3 separate regions of the Macaca mulatta genome follow, and all the other regions are linked to region 2. The links are chromatin contacts, called in public Hi-C maps. All regions are on one chromosome and are shown on one strand. The core of a region is the stretch at or near the end of the contact, and the rest is flanking DNA. Distances in the headings are between cores, read along the strand shown. Region 1 holds the start of METAP1 (methionyl aminopeptidase 1). Region 2 holds the start of RAP1GDS1 (Rap1 GTPase-GDP dissociation stimulator 1). Region 3 has its middle 28 kb from the start of EIF4E.

Region 1 (4,026 bases), core at 705-3,204, 710 kb after region 2:
TAGTCCAGTAAATTACCCATACAATAGAATATTATACAGACATTAAAATTATGTGGTAAAAGTATAATTGATGGCAATAACGAATGTGTGCAGTGTCTTATGCCAGTAATCTCAGCACTTTGGGAGGCGGGGTGACAGGATCACTTCAGCTTAAGAGTTCAAGACCAGCCTGGGCAACACAGTGAGACCCCCGTCTCTACAAAAAAGCGGAAAAATTAGCTGGGCAAGGTGGCGTGTACCTGTAGTCCTAGCTACTCCAGAGGCTGAGGCAGAAACATCACTTGAGCTCAGGATGTTGAGGATGCAGTTAGCTGTGAACACCACTGCACTCCAGCCTGGTTGACAGAATGAGATGCTATCTCAAAGAAAAACCAAACAACAAACAAAAAGTTCACATCATAGTAACTGAATAAATCAGGTAAGTAAATTACTTTACGTGGTGTGGTACAGTTTTTATTTAAAAAATATTTTATATATACATACATACTTATACCGATTTTTCTGTTTTCTTGTATACAAAAGTGTATGTACGTATGCATGTAAATATTTCTACTCCTTGATTTTATTACATCATTCGTACTGCTTATATTGCAAAACTAAGTTCTTTTTTTTTTTTTTTTGAGACATGGTCTTGCTCTGTCGTCTGGGCTGGAGTGCAGTGGCGGGATCATAGCTCACCATATCCTTGACTTCTCAGGTTCAACGGATCCTCCTGGCTCAGCCTCCTCAGTAGCTGGGACTACAGGTGCCTACCGCCACGCCCAGCTAATTTTTTAGTTTTTAGTTTTAGTTTTTGTAGAGACGGGGTTTTGTCATATTTCCACGCTGGTCTCGAACTCCTGGCCTCAAAGAATCCGCGGGCCTTGGTGCCCTGGATGCCCTGGCCTCTCAAAGTGCTGGGATTGATTACAGGCGTGAGCCACTGCTCCTAGCCAAAACAAAGTTCTTAAAAATAAAAGTAATATGAGCTTTTCTGGTGTATTAAGTACGGAGAAGCTAAAAAAATACAGTAAGATAACAAAGTTCACAGCCTTTTGTGATCAGTAAATGCTAGTTTTTCGCTCTTCCCTAGTGACAGGGAGGCACTCAAGCATGAGTTACAACACGGCAGACCTGGAATACAGATGAAAAGATTGAGGCAACAGGTTCGCAGCGGAAGGCCTCCGCAGCTTCTTTCGACTCTGACATTTCAGGATCAGCACAATTCTCCCCTATTTACCGCGGAAGCAATCAACTGGGATAATACAAACAATTATTATTTGTATTGAATACCTGATAGTTGTGTTACTATTACTAGCGCTATCGTTTTTGAAGGGGGGTTGGTGGTGTGGCAAAAAAAATTCGGGCAGGAGGGAGGGCAGATGTGAATTCCAGCCCAGCTTCTCGTTGACAGTTCTATTGCTCTCCTTTCTGCGAATGAGCGGTGGTCTTTAGGCCTCAGACCTGACAATGTCACTGAGAAATAGAACTTAACCCAGGGGACTGTTCTCCAAGGAGCGTCCGGGGGGAACCAACGCAGAGGAGCGCAGCGCCCTCTCCAGCCGCCTGCGGGTGTCGGGGATGATCAGGGCTCTTGGGTGTTTGTCAGTGAGGACAACTGCCTTATCTGACTGTAGGCACAGAGAGTGCGCCGCGAGAGGGCGGCTCCTCACAGCCAGGCGCCGGCAGGTCGCGCTCTGCGCTGGCCGACGCCCGAAGGCGCCGAATGGGAGGGGCCCTGCCGAGCTCCCTTACAGCCCCCACGTGCGCGCCGCTAGGAAGCTTGGGCACCCAGCCACCGCGAGCGGCGGGCGGGGGGCGGGGCGAAGGTGGCGGGGCGGGGCACCAGCTGCGCGCGCGGGGCGGGGGCGGGGCGCGCTGCGTGGTCCCGGTCGGCCCTGGGCTCCTCCCCCTTCCGCGCCCAGGCCGGCGGCAGGCCTTGCTCCTCCCCCGACTCGGTCTCTCTCCCCTCCCCTCCGCCCGGCCGTTCTTCCCTCCCGCCGCCGCCTCTTCCTCGGTGAGGCGCTCTTCCAGCGGGCAGGCAGCATGGCGGCCGTGGAGACGCGGGTGTGCGAGACAGACGGCTGCAGCAGTGAGGCCAAGCTCCAGTGTCCCACCTGCATCAAGCTGGGCATCCAGGGCTCGTACTTCTGCTCGCAGGTAGACGCCCGCTGCCCCGCGGATCTGCCGCCACCGCGGGACTCCTCTTCGCCTCTCCCTTGCTGGCTCCTCCCGCTCTTGCGGCGAGTCGGGACGCGCTCCTCCTCCTCCCCCCGGCCGCGTTTCCTCCTCCCCCCACCCGCGTCGCCACCGCCCCCTCCTGCCTCCTGGGGTCCCCGGGTCCTCGGGAGCCGCGCGGGGCTCACGCGGGGGCGGGGGCCGCCGCCCGCCGCGGCCATGTGGGCTGGGGCGGAAGCTGGCTCGTGTGGGGTCGCGCGGCCGCGCTAGACCTCCGCGTTCTGGGGCTGGTTCCTTGCGCTGGGGCTGGGGCCGCCAGGTGTGCGGGCTGCCGGGGGCAGGTAGCGGCGCCGTGAAACAGGGCAGCCCGAGCGTCGCGAGCCTCCACAGCCGCGGCACCGGCGGGGCTCGGGTCTGGGCGCTGGAGGCTGCCGGGCCGTCCGTCGGATCCCTGCGGGGTGGGGGGTGGAAGCGACCCGCCGGTCTCTGAGAGATGGGTGGCCGGAGGACGGTCGGAGTAGCAGAGAGGAGGAACAGAGGGGAGAAACGCTAGGTAGGTCCAGCCCCACTTCTTTGTGCTTTACTACCGTGCGTTGACACTTAAGCAACTTTGGGGGTGGGGAATGGAGAGGTCTGTGTAATTCGTTCTTTTCCCTCGGTATATAAAATTATTAATTTACAAAGCTGTAAGCTAACGGGATGAGTCACCTGTGACTGAATTTCCCAGAGTGAAAAGGACAGTTCCATTGAGGGTTAGGCGTGAAGGCTGTAATGTGTTTTAGTAAGTTTTGTGCAGTAGAGCAAACCCAGCGTTGAATGGGGTCCTGACTGAAGCGCGTGCTCGTGTTTCTGTTTACTGAAGAGTGACTAGTGTTGCTGCTGCATTTCGAGACCCAGGGTGAGGGCTGGGCGGCAATAGTATGGCTCTTACTTACAGTCCAGGTTTACTGAAGAGAGGCACATGAATATTGAAATATTAAATTGGTAGTGTCCTGTGGGGAGGAGAGCAGGAATAAAGAGAAGGCCTGATTGGGGCCCTGCTCTTGCCAATTACTGTGCGATCTTGAATTAGTAAAGTTACTTAATCTTTCTGAGTTCCAGTGTTACCCTGTACAGAGGGGATGATTATAGCTTTCTTAGTAAGTTTCACAAGCTTCTTCTGAAACCCAAATTATCCAAGGAACGTGAAATGCTGTTATAATGTAAGACCTTTTATTTTTTCAAGGATTATAGTACAATTTAACTCTGCCATAAATAAAAATATGAATAAGAGTGAAGGCAGACATATGAACACAGTACAAATAATAAAAGTATTTTCCAACATAAAACATATAAAAACGTAAAGATATAAATAAATACAATTTTTATGTCACAATACTTGTAGATAAGCCATTGCAAGAGGTCTTACCTGTGTTATATAGTCTTGTTTTTAGATAGGATATGATCCTTGACCTTGTTAGCATCATTTGGAAAAACTTGCACGTGGAGGAGTGTTGCTTGATCTAAAAATAGCATTACTCAACAATCTAAAGGATCTGTGCTAGGTTTAACATGTTGAGCATTACTCATGTTAAACCTAGTACAGGTCCTTTAGATTCTTTAAAATTTCCAAATTCTATCCTTTTGTGGCCTGTGTGGGACCTGAACTTAAGAAACAGTGTTTGCTTTTGACATTTGTGTACCATCTGAGTAGAATAACTTTAAAAGTAGGTGGCATTTTGAGTTAATATCTCTGACCCTCTTCTGTTAAGATTTTAAAAAGGTAGCATGAAACACACATTCATGAAACAGGTGGAAAGAAGGTTGAATCATTGGGGTTTGTGGGAAAATGCTAGACACATTTGCGAAAACAAAACATTCAGGGTTTAT
Region 2 (3,826 bases), core at 935-3,434:
TATAGGCACGTGCCACTACGCCCAGCTAATTTATTTATTTATTTATTTTTTAGTAGAAATGGGGTTTCGCCATGTTGGCCAGGCTGGTCTCCAACTCCTCACCTTAAGTGATCCGCCTGCCTTGGCCTCCCAAAGTGTTAGGATTACAGACGTGAACCATTGTGCCTGACCCCGGCTAATTTTTTGTATTTTTAGTTAGACATAGGGTTTCGTCATGTTGGCCAGGCTGGCCAGATTCGTATGTAGAAGTCCTAACCCCTAGTACCTTAGAATGTGACCTGATTTGGAAATAGGGTCATTGCAGATACAATTAATGTTCATGAGGTCATACTGGAGGATGGTTCACCCCTAATACGTTATGACTGCTGTTCTTATTAAAAAGGGAAATTTGAACACACAAGAACACTGGAAAACAGCCATGTTCAGATTGGAATTATGCTGCCACATACCAAGAAACTACCAGAAGCTACGAGAGAGGCCTGGACGAGATGCTTCCCCAGTGCCCTCAGAGGGAGCACAGCCCTGCCTACACCTTGATTTCAAACTTCTGGCCTCCAGAATTGTGAGATAATAATTTGTTGTTCTAAGCCACCCAATTTGTGGTATGTTACAGCATCCCTAGGGAACTAGGGATTATTTTGAGAAGCAAACAAGAAGAGCATCCTAAGAGAGTGAGATGCCTGATAGTCTCGTGCATCAGAAAAGTCCCATATAGTTGACTTCAGCAGTTAAATTGTATTTTCCTGTTTTACCAAACCTTTTTAATTATCGTTTCTTACTGTAGAAAAATCACATAAAATCTGCTCTTTGCTTAACAAATTACAGGGCCCCTTCGGATTTGTGTGCTCGAAATACCAGTCACCCAACAGAAACTGATGACTGTGACAATAGGCGACTAATTAAAAAACAAACAAACAAAAAAAGCCCTGTCTCAGCATTGGATTGACCGAGTGAAAGTTGACAGGGGAAAGACACCTCGATTCAGCTATCTTTCTCCCACAGGTTGTACTGCTGACTGCACCCTCTCCCCTGAAGGACTGCGGTCGCTGCGCCTCGGAGAGCGACCAGATTCCGCACCCCACCCAGGAGGAGCCAGGGCAAGATTAGGGTTTCCTCCAGCCTCCTCCCACAGGGCAGACGACCGAAGCCAGCCCCGGCCTCACGCGCATGCCAGGTCGGGAGGACGCCCTCAGTGGGAGCGCCCTGCTCAGGTTCTCCCCGCGGCCGAGTGGTGGTGGGAGCGGGCGGCGGCCCCGGGATCACAGGACCTCCGCCGGGTTAGCTTGGCTGTGCCGCCGCCAACCCAGCAGGACGCCTATTTTCAAGCCTGGGGGACGTAGTTCCTCCCGCTTTCACAGAGAGCAGGATGGAGCCCGACGGCACCCCGGTTAAAGGGCCTTTCCAGCGCCCTCCGGGGAACGGAAGGCCGCGCTCCTCCGGGAGGGAGAACGACACACTCTTCAAGGAAATCCTGGGGCGGGCGCTCTCCTGGCTGCCGGGACCTCTGTTTCTAAGCTGGCTACTGCTACAGCAGCCTTAACTGTCCCAATGACACGCCTGCTATAGAGCACCCTCCCGGCGGCCGCTCCTCGGCCAGCTGCCCAGCGGGCGTCCTCAGGTGTCCCCAAGAGGCACAGGCCTAGTCGCCTACACGTCCTTTCCAGCTTCGTGTCGAGGCGTCAGCTTTGGCTTCCCACCACCCCTCCCGGCTCTGCGGCGGCTCAGCCTCTTCTCCGGTTAATTCTGGCCTGTGCGGCCGGGTCGTCCCGTAAAGAAGGCGGGCCCGGGTTCCGGGTAGGGGGTTGGTGGGTCAGGGTGGGAAAGCAAGGCAGCGGTAAGTCCTCTGCTAGCAGATCGGGCTCAACAGCCCCATTCCCTGCTTTCTCCGGGCCCACCCTCCGCCCCTCAGACGGCCGCCATGAAGATCCTCTGCCGCGGCTGCAGCCGGTCTGCGAACACACGCCCACCCGCACGCTTAGCCTCGCTCGCCACAGAGGGAGGGGTGGAAAAGGTACTGAGCATGCTCGGTGGGGAGGGCGGGGCGCTCGCGGACCACGAGTCGGAGCCGGCGTTCTTCAGGCCGGCTACCGCGCCTCCGCCGCCCGCCCGCTCGGAGCCGCGCCCGCCGCAGGCTGCGCCCGCCAGCCCCGCCCCGCCCCGCCCCGCCCCTCCCCGCCCCCCGCCGCTCGTCCCCGCCGCGGCCGCGCCGCCTGCAGCAGCACCAGCTGCTCCTCCCCGGCGGCCGCCCCCCGCGGGTCCCTCCCTGGCTGCGGGAGAGACGGAGGTAGAGGGAGGACACAGAGCCGCGCCGCCCGCACCGGAGACCTTCTCCTCGCCCCGCCGGTTCCTCACCCTCGGGGAGCAACATGGGTAAGTCATCCTTCCTCCCCCGTCATCGCCTGACATTTTTTTCTTTCTCGGCGTGCTGCAGGGTGGAAAGCATTTCTCGCGCAAAGTTGCCGGATTTCTCCAGTCCCCCGGTGTGAGACTGGCTGTTCCTCCGGGGAGAGTCAGCGCACGCGGAACGCACGCCGGGTGCCGGGGCTGGGAGGGTCCCGAGCGCGGGCTGGGGTGGGGTCGGCCGCGGGCCGGACCGCCGCCCGGCTCCCCGGCACCTCGCCGTCTCGCCTCCCCTCCTCCATTCTTCCTGCCGGTGCCCGGGCACCACGGAGCCTGCCTCGCGGGCTCGCATCCGCGTCTCCATCCCCGTTTCTCCGGAGGCCGCCCGCTTCCTTTTCCCCCGCGTCTGCTGAGCTCGAGGCTCGGGTCCGACCACGACCACTTAATGTAACTTCCTTCTCTGTCAGTGCGACCTTTCCTGGTCGTGGAGACTCCTCATCCCGGGCGGGGAAGTGGAAGCAAGTAGTTTGTGAGGGAGATCTTACAACCTGCACGGAAATTATTTTCCAAGGGGGAGAGCGGACAGCCCCATAGGTTGAAAGGATGACTTGTCAGAGGCCACGAGGAACGTGAGGAAGGATAGAGCAGCTCGCTGTAGAATTAATGCTGGGTGACTACAGTGTGCAATATTCCTGTACTCAGCCTATTTTTTGGATTCCTTCGTCTGTCTTCTGTAGCAGGAAACTGCGCCCTGTAACGTTGTTACCGAACTTACATGGTAGTTATTCTTTCCCAGCTTCCCCCTGTCTAATCTACATAATCTGATTTTACTTCTTTTGTATTTATAGTTAATCTGAAGATACTGGTTTGGATGAGATATTTAAGAGCAAATATGTTTTATAAAACGATATATAAATTTAACCTATTTTTTTTACATCATCTATTGCTTAACTGTTACATTCAGTAATCACAGAAACGTCTGATGAATGCTGTCGTGTAATTAAGAGCTCAAAGTTTCTTTTAATAGTAGCGACTTGTACTAAGTTCCCCAGTTTGCTGCCACTCCTGTCTGTCATAATTTCCTCTTTTTAAAATTTGCTCCCTTGGCATCTGTCAACTGGGACTTTTCCCACCCCTTCTGTGCGAGTTATTTAAAGATTGAGATGAATGTGATCCTTTCATCTGTTAATACAGTGCTCAACACGTTCAAAGTTAGGTTGCGCAACTCAGAATCTTCAAGAAGTATCTAAACCTGGGAATGGTGTCCATAGAGTTTTCTGGAACAGCAAATACTTCAGGCTTTGATCGCGACCTTTGGCCATATATCTGGAAGAGGCCAGGGTTGATGGAGGAGGTGGTATGAATCAAAAAAGGTCTACGGCTCTGAATTTTATTTTCAGTTAAGTGTTTTTTTTTTTTTTTTAATGTGAGTACTCTTGATATGCTGAACAAATTTCTGTAAAAATTGGGTGGGCCGTTTATGCGT
Region 3 (3,708 bases), core at 181-2,680, 650 kb after region 2:
GATCACTTGAGGTCAGGAGTTTGAGACCAGCCTGGCTAACATGGTGGAACCCCGTCTCTACTAAAAATACAAAAATTAGCCGGGCAAGGTGGCGCGCGCCTGTAATCCGGATTCAGCTACTCAGGAAGCTGAAGCAGGAGAATAGCTTGAACCCGGGAGGCGGAGGTTGCAGTGAGCCGAGATCACGCCACTGCACTCCAGCCTGGGCGACAGAGCAAGACTCCATCTCAAAAAAAAAAAAAAAAAAAAAAAAATCTTTAAAAGCAAAGCAAACTGGTAAACCATTAGCGAAACCACAAGCTACCATGAAAAGATACACAAAAGTATCTGGCAACCAAAGTCTAGAGATGGTTCCAGAGTGTGAAAGGTTTACTGATTGCTAATAAACTCCATTATGCACCCAAGATATCTTCACTTAGCTGTGTCATTTCTAAAAAGGCAACAGAGCCCAGAAGTTTCAGTGAGCCAGTCCTGGCAAACTCAAATTATGAAAAAATATACCCTCTGCTTAAAGATTAACTACAAACCTACCCTGGGACCAGCTTGCTTCAGTTAAGTTTAAAATGGTGCCTAAATCGAAAGGAAAGCCTGTAGCATAGAGAAAAAAAAAAATCAAATGGAAAAGTAAATGTAAAAGTTTCTATTTCCAATGAACTGCGTCTCAGAAATCTTCCAGGCGATAAAGACTCGGAAGAACAGAGGGATCTAGCCCCATTCGCATTCTCAGAGGCGTGCGCACTGCGCGGAAAGGATGAATGAATGGAAGACCGGCGCGTGTGAAATGCAGCAGGTCCGGCCGGCAAGCCGACCGGCTACAGCGATCTGTAGGCCTCGCTCCTCCCCCTTCCCTCCTCCATGACAGCCCAGTCCCAAGCATGGAGGGGCGAGGACAATGTGATACCCTTTCTCACCACCACCATCCCTCATTCTACTTGGAGAGCTTCACCGTGACACTCGAGTGTTCTTTCCCACCCCAACCTTTCTCGCCTACCCCGGCGCAAACACCGGCAACACTTCGGCGCGTTGGATTAACAGGCGCTCGCCCCTCTCAACTCCTCTAAGCGAGGTCGAAGCTCCTCCGCGCGTGCCGCGGTACCACTCCCGCCTAACCCACCCTCCGGCAACACTCGCCCACCAGCTCCACAGTCCACCGGTCTAAGGAAGACGTGCGCGCGCCCCGCACCCGAGCCCCGGGGCTGGGGCTCTGGAGGGAGAGAAAGACTGCCCCAGGGCTCCCTCCTCCATCTCACTCCAGGCCGGCTCGCCGCCCACCCTGCCTGCGGATCCCAGTGCTCGCTGGGAGCCGGCCCCGCGCCTTCCCATCACGAAGACACCATCCCCACACAACTAGCCCAGAACCCCAGCTACCCTCCACCCTGTAGACACCTCGCGGCTCCGCAGGAGGCGCCACGCCGCCCCTCCCCCACACCGCTCCCCCAGTTCTCGGGCCCCCACCAGAAAGTGTGCGCTACATGCCGCCTCGGCCAGCCTCCGGGACGTCTCCACTTGTCCACGGGAGGTCAGGTCCAACATGAGGGGGAGGGGGCGGCAAGGGGTAGAGTGCGCGCCGGGAACGCAGTCCCGCGGAGTCCCCCAGTTAGAAGGGGGACGGAGCGCGGGGACCCGTGGGGGTGGGGGCCAAAGGCAATACTCACCGGTTCGACAGTCGCCATCTTAGATCGATCTGATCGCACAACCGCTCCAGAAGGGGGGGTAAGAGGAAAAAAATGAGATTCAAACCGGATTGGCCAGCTACTGACCACGTGATGGACGTGTCCGTTTGGCCCTGGCGGCGCCTGCGCAAGACTGCGGCTGCGTGGGTAACGAGAGGCTTCTGGGAAGTGGAGTCTCTCCCCCACCTTTTTTTTTTTTTTTTTTTTTTTTTTAAGGCAGATTTTTTTTAAAAAGGACCGGTCACGTGGCTGATGGGTAGGGTGCGCGGTTCTCAACGCGGCGGACGCTCGCTTGCTGGAGGGTGGTTTCAGTCCTCTGCTCTTCCTCCTGGATAGCTGCGGTCACACTTACTGCCAGGCATGCCTACTGTGCCCTTTGTCGCCCTGTCCTCCCATCTTCCCCGGAAGGTTGGGAACTGCAGGCTCAGCACACACAATACGGCTTCATTTGCTTAGTTGAGGTCCCAGGACAAGTTGCCTGTGTGTTTATTTAGTTTTCTTTTGACCTCCCACCATTTTCTCTTAGTTTCAAAAAGAGGCGGCGATGCAGAGTCGTTTAGGCAATCAACCCTCCCACGTCCCCTGACTCCGCTAATGCTGGTGGTCATTCGTTGCCATTTCTGCGAAAGGGGACGGACGGAACCGCTCGCAGTACCCGCTTGCCACCGGCTGGATGAGGGGGAGGGGACGACAGCTTTTACTGTCCCAAATCCTGAGATTAAGACCTCAGGGCTAAATCTTGGGTGGCAGTAAAAATTACTTGGAAGTTCTGCGCAACCGTTCCAATATTCTGCTTTAACGTGCACAGAAATAGCCTAAGTCCAGGTGCCAGCCAGGGAAGCCACTCCGGGCCCCGCTGACTAAGCCCTGGACTGATAGTCTGGAGTCGTTAGGCCGGGTCAGCTATGCCTCTTGACGTTGACTCATTCTCCTTAGGCGAGTGACTTAGTGGTTCGGCGCCTCAGCTTTTTTATTTATGAAACAAAGGTGATGATACACTTACCTCACAAGGGTGTACTTTGTAATGACTGTAACCGGCTTTGAAAATGCACTGGACTCTAGAAATGATTCATAATAAGCAACCGCGTGCCTTCCTAAAGATCAGCGGCTGCTTCTTTTTTGTTGTTGTTTTTTTTGTTTTTTAGCAAAGTTTAAATTTTTTTCTTATGTTTACTTTGATTATGATGTACACCAGTGTGGTTTTAAATGATAAGGACCTTTTTTTTTTCGTTTACAACTGCAGCTGCCATCAACAGAGGATTTAATATTCATGAAATTATTGTTATGCTCACAACAGTCACTGGCAATCAGAAATTTGTCCCCACACTGACATCCTACATTTCCTTTCCCTCTAAGATACTGTGCTATCATTTCTCAAGACCATGTTTTTGCACAGTTTGGTTACTAATACAACAAATAGAGATGAAGAAATCTAGCAGATTCCCAAGGTTCTAATGAAGAAGACAATGTCTCATTATTTCCCATGCTTTTAAATAATGTTGACACCAGGAAAAGGAGTATATGCAGGCTGCCTGTGCCTGTCTGCTTATAGTGTTACTGAGGTCCAGAGCTGTGTCATACCTATTATTGAGTACATAATGGATACTTGAGTTGACTAACACATAATTGAGGCTGTATAAGAACTCAAAGTCATTGCCTGTTCATATGTTTTGGTTTACCTGAATATCAGAAGTAATTAATGAAAGCTTTTGTCTAGTGGGCTTAGCTCTACTAGGTTTTAAAGTAGATAGAATTAACAGGCCAGGCGTAGTGGCTCATGCCTGTAATCCCAGCACTTTGGGGGGCCGAGGCAAGAGGATCACCTGAGGAGTTCGAGACCAGCCTGCCCAACATGGTGAAACCCTGTCTCTACTAAAAATACAAAAATCAGTCAGGCATGGTGGCACACGCCTGTAATCTCAGCTACTCAGGAGGCTGAGGCAGGAGAATCACTTGAACCTGGGAGATGGAGGTTGCAGTGAGCTGAGATCCTGCCACTGCACTCCAGCCTAGGTGATACAGCGAGACTCCATCT

Evidence for each region. A called contact is a pair of places that touch in the nucleus more often than the background predicts.
Region 1: a contact with region 2 is called in a Hi-C map of fetal cortex germinal zone, with 6 times the contacts expected there. The contact joins the promoter of METAP1 here to the promoter of RAP1GDS1 in region 2. A contact is called at or near these places in 2 of 14 Hi-C or Micro-C datasets (fetal cortex germinal zone and liver).
Region 3: a contact with region 2 is called in a Hi-C map of fetal cortical plate, with 2.2 times the contacts expected there. The contact joins the enhancer-like site here to the promoter of RAP1GDS1 in region 2. A contact is called at or near these places in 3 of 14 Hi-C or Micro-C datasets (fetal cortex germinal zone, fetal cortical plate and liver).

What each region holds. Positions count from the first base shown.
Region 1 is chr5:108,272,718-108,276,743 of T2T-MMU8v2.0, forward strand. It overlaps METAP1 (methionyl aminopeptidase 1), which reads left to right and starts at 1,955. Exons shown (of 11, transcript NM_001261513.1): 1 at 1,955-2,139. The coding sequence starts at 2,026.
Region 2 is chr5:107,560,564-107,564,389 of T2T-MMU8v2.0, forward strand. It overlaps RAP1GDS1 (Rap1 GTPase-GDP dissociation stimulator 1), which reads left to right and starts at 2,185. Exons shown (of 15, transcript XM_078002021.1): 1 at 2,185-2,370.
Region 3 is chr5:108,212,156-108,215,863 of T2T-MMU8v2.0, forward strand. No RefSeq gene overlaps it. Among named protein-coding and RNA genes, the nearest start is that of EIF4E, 28 kb to the left of the region's middle. Within about 2 kb of position 1,431, at least 39 of the 40 cell types and tissues checked have an H3K27ac peak or open chromatin away from gene starts, as enhancers often do. A contact at or near this core is called in fetal cortex germinal zone and fetal cortical plate, where this site is marked.